2 separate regions of the Pan troglodytes genome follow, and region 2 is linked to region 1. The links are chromatin contacts, called in public capture Hi-C maps. All regions are on one chromosome and are shown on one strand. Each heading gives the region's core, a stretch centred on a gene start, on an enhancer-like site or on the middle of the called end of the contact. The rest is flanking DNA. Distances are from core to core; before and after follow the strand shown.

Region 1 (3,106 bases), core at 181-2,680:
TCCCTGCACCCCCTGTGTTTCCAGGGTGGGAGCTCAAAAAATATTAGAGAAGAGCCACTCCTTTGTAGCAGGGAGATTTCCTTCCCAAACACGTGTGGGTGTCTAGAAGAAAGAGAGATTTATACCCACAAGTTTGAATGGTGTCCTTTTCTCTCCTCTCTCTCTGGAACACCTAGTTCATGTTTCCCCACAGAACAGCAGGCCTCCTGCCATGGAAGGCAGCACCTCTCATCTAGGGTGGGGGATATTTCTTCCTGCAGAATGTCCTCCCCTTGCATCCCCACCCCCACGTGGGAGCAGATGGACAGGGGGATGGAGCCAGTTGTTTGTTTCAGTTCTGGCTGGTGTCGGCCTGGTGGGAGAGCGTAACCAAGAAGAGAGAAGGCTTGTGGCTTTGGGAGCTTAATTAAACATATTTACAAAGTCCAGGCCTGGTTAGCTAGTGAGGAACAATGAGACAGAGGATGGTATTGCATTATAAGATTAATAAACCAATTAAAGAAAGACTGCAGCGGCCTGGTGGCCCCACTGGGGCAGGAGGCGAATTTGACAGCTGCTCTTTTTTGATGATTGCCACAAATTTCGGAAGAAAAGACAGCCTGGGCTTCCCCCAGTCCAAGAGAGAATACCCCAGGCTGTTGTCCTGTCTAATTGCTCAGACTGCTAGTCAAGTTGTTTTCCAAGCCTGTAGGTTGGATGTCATGTTTAGCCAACTGGGGGAAAACAACAACAACAACAACAACAACAACAAAAAACCCCAGCAAAACAAAAGCTACTTCTTCTTCTCTAATCCTAAAAAAAAAAAAAAAAAAAAAAAAAGCCCACATATGAGACCATTTATTTTTTCTTGGAACGCACCATTCCCAGGAAGAGTGGGATAGGATAGGCAGGGGAATTTGGGGAGCTCCTGCAGGCAGTTCACAGAAGAGCCTCGCTGGGGAGGGCCTGCCTCCCGTTGGTCTGTCTCTTGCCCGTTCTATCAACGTTAGCATGCTGCTCCACAGCTCTGGTTCTCTTGTAATCAGATTACTGTTAGAATTTTTGCACATGTTACATTATGTTTAAATGACTGCCCCTTGCCATTGCCTGGGACATAATTAGTAAAAACAGGCCCTTATGCAAAGTCCAGTGAAGACCCTGACTTTATGAAGCAACAAAACAAGCGCCTCGACTCATTAACCATAGGCCATAGGCCTCTCTTTTCGTACGACCTCCCCTCCTCATTAACATTATTTTCTCAAGACCCCTAAAGGCATGCGCCTTTCCTAAACACTCCTGGGCCAGGGCCCAAAAGCTCCTGCTCAAAACCAGGAGAGAGGCTGTGAACACAGTTTCCCTACATGATGGGAAGTGTGAGTTAGAAGCCCGCACCTTCGGTGATAGCCAAAAGCATAAGACAGTGTGTCGGGGCTCCTTTCCCTTGCTTAGCTGTACCAGCCCTGGGAGCTCAGGGGCCCCAGTGTTCGTGGCATCAGCTGCCTAGGCTTGGTTTTCACAGCTGTCAGACTGCTCCTATCAGGAGCTGAAAGGATGCTAAGATGGCCATGCAAGTTTCAGAAAAGGTTCTGGGTATTTCAGTTCCTTCATTTGAAAAAAAAGAAAAAGAAAAAAAAGGGGGATAGTAACATAGTAAAATCAATTCTGCCCACTTTATAACATTGGCAGAGAAGCAAGGCAAATAATGTACTTGGAGAGTTCTAGGTAAACATGACTATTTGTTGTTATCAGGCAGTGCCTTAATTCCTTCCTATCTGGGATAAAATAAGGAATGAATGACTCAGACTGACTTGGGTCTTACCAATTGTGATCGTGGCAACTTGTTGGGACTCTCAGACCCTCATTTTTAAATGGGAATGACAATGCTTGAGGTCGAAATGTGGCTTTTGGCATCATGATGAGGTTTTTGTCCCTTCCTAGCTGCTTAGTCTTGCAAGATTTATATTCTTATCTGAAAAATGAGATAATTCCCACCTCATAGGATTATTCTAGAAATTGATTAAATCACTTATGTAAAGTTTCCAGCTCTGTGTCTGGTACATAGTAAATGCTTAGTGTAATAATCACCACATATAAAAATAATCTTTTCTTTTTTTTTTTTTCTTTATTGAGACAGGGTCTTTCTCTGTTGCCCAGGCTGGAGTGCAGTGACAGGATCACAGCTCACTGCAGCCTCAACCTCCCGGGTTCAAGCAATCCTCCCACCTCAGCCTCCTGAGTAGCTGGGACTACAGTCACACACCACCACACCCAGCTAATTTTTGTATTGTTTGTAGAGATGGGGTTTCCTCATGTTGTCCAGGAGGGTCTTGAATTCTTGAGCTCAAATGATCTGCTTGCCTCTTCCTCCCAAAGTGCTGAGATTATAGGCGTGAGCCACCTGGCCCAGACAATAATCTCGATTTTTCTTGTTAATAAATGAGATTATCTAGACAGCATCCTGCACAGTATCTAGCACATGGCAGATATTCAATAAATAAAGGTTTCCACCTTCTCTCCTTCCTAAATAAATGAAACCAGTCCATATAATAAAAAACCTGGCCCAACTCAGTTTTCTTTTGAACAGAAAGGCTATTGCAGCATAGAATGGTTAGAGCCTGAGAAGGTCACATACCTTTAAAAACTGCTCCACAGGGTCACTGCTTTCTCCAGGAGAAAAGAAATGGACATAAGAGGCCGGGCACCATGGCTCACGCCTGTAATCCCAACACTTTGGGAGGCTGAGGCGGGTGGATCATGAGGTCAGGAGATCGAGACCATCCTGGCCAACATGGTGAAACCCCATCTTTACTAAAAATACAAAAATTAGCCGGGCGTGGTGGCATGCATCTGTAATCCCAGCTACTCAGGAGGCTGAGGAAGGAGAATCGCTTGAACCTGAGAGCCAGAGGTTGCAGTGAGCCGAGATCATGCCACTGCACTCCAGCCTGGGCAACAGAGTGAGACTCTGTCTGCAAAAGAAAAAAAAAAAGAAATGGCCATAAGGAATGAAGTGGGAGGAACAAGGACAGAAAAATCACAACTCCACAGGAAGCACGGGGCTGGCCTCTCCTGGGCCTTCTCCCCATGCTCAAAGACAGTGCCTTTCAGTTTTCCTCACATGCCTCTG
Region 2 (2,933 bases), core at 305-2,804, 340 kb after region 1:
TAAGCCCTAAGTTCCCTTGTGATGCTGTTGTACTAGAAAAGTTGTGATTTTCATCTAAAGGTCTTAGAACTGCCTTCTAGATTCCAAACAGAGAGACAGAAAAGAGAGGATAAAAGGAAGTTGAGAACTCCCAGGACACTAAAGGCTGACAAAACTCTAGTTATTGTACATTACAAACTATCTTCATGATCATTTAATGCAGTGCTTTCACTTTACAGATAAAGACACTAAAGCCAGGGACTGACTCCAGAAAATTTATTTCAAAATATCAAATACACCCTTGTGGTCTTGCTACAACCCCTTTCAGCACATCTTCACCTCCCTGGACATTTCTGCTCCCCAAAAGCACATGACTCTTATCACTTTTTATAGGGCCTTTCCCCCAGAGAGTTCTCAAATTCAAGACTTGGTAAGGTCTGAACATATTACCCTTATTGGATTTTCTATATTTAAGAAATCTAAATGTCCCTCATTAAAAAAAAATATATTCTCATAAAAATTTTATAACATAAAATTAATATAGGAAGGATATCATTTTATATTCTTCCATCCAGACACAACCATTCTTAATATTTTAGTAACAGTTTCCTTCCAGTCTTTTTTGCTTTTCAAATGTATCCTGGTTTCCATGTTGCATTAGGAAGCAATTTGAATAGGAGAGTTCAAAACTAAATTTCAGGCATGTGGGATCGATGTTTGGCTCTGTGAATGCACACACACATACATACACAGACACTATATATATATATATAAAATATATATTCAGAATTGTCACTATATATGTATGTGTGTGTATATATATGTATATATACACACACACACATATATATACACACACACACACATATATATATATAGTGGCCCCAGAGTGGTGTATGCTGGCACCAATGTTAATGGGCCCAGGCAGGCCTATATATATATATATGTATATATATATATACACACACACATATGTGTATATATATGTGTATGTGTGTGTATATATATCTATAGAGAGAGTGTGTGTGTGTGTGTATGTGTGTGAACATGTGTGTGTGTAGGGGTAGAAAAGGCTGGAAAGTTGGGTTTGGGGGGATGGTAGTAAACCCAACCTAGCATCTTTGAAATCCATGGCATGAGTGGCTGCCACAACTCTCTCAGACCTGGGGCTGAGTGCTTTCCTTGGCAAAGGGGTGCCCAGCAGCCCCAAACACTTAGCATAATTCATGTCCTTTGGGTGTCACTGAAATGGGGACCACAACGTGATCAAATGGTGGCTGGATAACCACGATGTCTGCTCCTGCCATCTCTGCTCATGAAAAACTACTTGGAAAAGAAGAAGCAAGAAACAGAATTAAAAAAAATTCATCCAAGAGGAGTCAGACTCCTTCGGGAACTCATCAATGCCATCTTGTCACTGGTCAAAGACAGAGCAATTGAGAGATCAGGAGCTGAGTTATCTGCTTTCTCAGTCCAGAAAGAAGAAAACTGGCTCCGTCAGGGCCAGCCGAAGGAACATGCTTCCAGGATCACACAGAGCGCCTCAGCATTTCTCGCTGTCTCCGCTGTGTTTTTCCGTTGACAATTCTGAAGCCTTGCCACAGAAACCAGCTGTCTCTGTCAACCCCAGCGTTTTCCTGTCTCTCACGCTTTCCCTCGCTTTCCATCACACAAAAGAGTTCTGTTAACTAGAAGCCTTTGCAGTGTGGCTGTTGAGGTCGTGGTGGTTAGAGCCCCTGTTGCACAAAGCTGCCGGTGGCTGTCTGGGGCTCCAGACATTTTTAAGATCAAAATCAGGAGGAAAAAATATCAAACCACTTTTTGAAGCTGCTGCTCCAGCGTTCTTTGGAGTGCCCAGTCTCCTCCCTACGCACAGCCCCAGGCACTGTCTGACCCAGCGTTTTATGCACTTATGCTCCAGAACATTTCCAAAAATACACACCCACTTTAACAAAAAGTCATCTGAGCCAGTGTTCCCTTGGCGGAAGGAGGCTCTGTTTATGCTCTAAGTCCTCTTGGTTCCAGGAGACGAAGATGGGAGGGACGTGAAACCCCCAGTTGGGTGGGCAACAGCCTCATGCTTGTTAGTCCTCTCACATCCCCACCAGGTGGAATGGCTTTCTCTGAATAAAATGGCTCCCTCTGGATAGAATGGCTCCCTCTGGGTAGAACAATTCCCCTTGACTAGAAGGGTTCCCCTTAGGTAGACTAGTTTCCTACCCCCACCCTCCCACCCCCACGCCCCCCCACCCCCACGCCCCCCCACCCCCTCGCCCCCCACCTCCTATCCCCCCACCCCCCCACTCCCCCCCTGCTGGGGTAAAATGGCTCCCCCCGGGTAGAATGGCTCCCCCTGGGTAGAATGGTTCCACTCGGGTGGCCTGGGTAGAATGGCTCCACCTGGAATGGTTCCACCTGGGTAGAATGGCTTCTTGTGGGTAGAACAGTTCTCCTTGGGTAGAATGGCTTCCCCTGGGTAAAATGGCTCCCTCTGGCTGAGCTTCTCCTGCCTCAGGACTCCTATGGCCATAGACTGCAAGGAGGAGCCCAAGCCTCTAGGCAACAAGCGGGTAACAATTCTAGTACCTCCACCCACTGGTTGGTGTGATCTTGGACACATCTTAACATTTTTTACCTTTGGTCAGTTTTCTCACCTATAAATTGAGACTTCTCTCTGGATTTATGAGAATTAAGGTAGCAACATATGCTTAAAGCCTAATACAGTGAGCACATGGTCAATTTGTGGATACAATAGCAGGTATTACTATATATAAGTTATTACTATGTCTTTCCATATCTTGATCTCCCTCCTAGTTAGGGATTCCATATGACTCATCCAACTTTTTATGTGAGGGAATCCATGTACTTAGACACATAAAGAATAGAAACATCCAATAAGGTAAAAATCTGAGCCCTAGGAGTTGCCCTGCCCCACGAGCCAGATACAATCCTGC

Evidence for each region. Capture Hi-C pulls out chosen DNA fragments and counts their contacts.
Region 2: a contact with region 1 is called in a capture Hi-C map of stem cell-derived neural stem cells, with 2.5 times the contacts expected there. The contact joins two enhancer-like sites. A contact is called at or near these places in 2 of 7 Hi-C or Micro-C datasets (induced pluripotent stem cells and stem cell-derived neural progenitor cells) and 1 of 1 other capture datasets (stem cell-derived neural stem cells).

What each region holds. Positions count from the first base shown.
Region 1 is chr1:39,550,146-39,553,251 of NHGRI_mPanTro3-v2.0_pri, forward strand. No RefSeq gene overlaps it. Among named protein-coding and RNA genes, the nearest start is that of CAMK1G, 23 kb to the left of the region's middle. Within about 2 kb of position 1,431, at least 1 of the 24 cell types and tissues checked has an H3K27ac peak or open chromatin away from gene starts, as enhancers often do. A contact at or near this core is called in stem cell-derived neural stem cells, where this site is marked.
Region 2 is chr1:39,889,862-39,892,794 of NHGRI_mPanTro3-v2.0_pri, forward strand. No RefSeq gene overlaps it. Among named protein-coding and RNA genes, the nearest start is that of MIR205, 210 kb to the left of the region's middle. Within about 2 kb of position 1,555, at least 4 of the 24 cell types and tissues checked have an H3K27ac peak or open chromatin away from gene starts, as enhancers often do. A contact at or near this core is called in stem cell-derived neural stem cells, where this site is marked.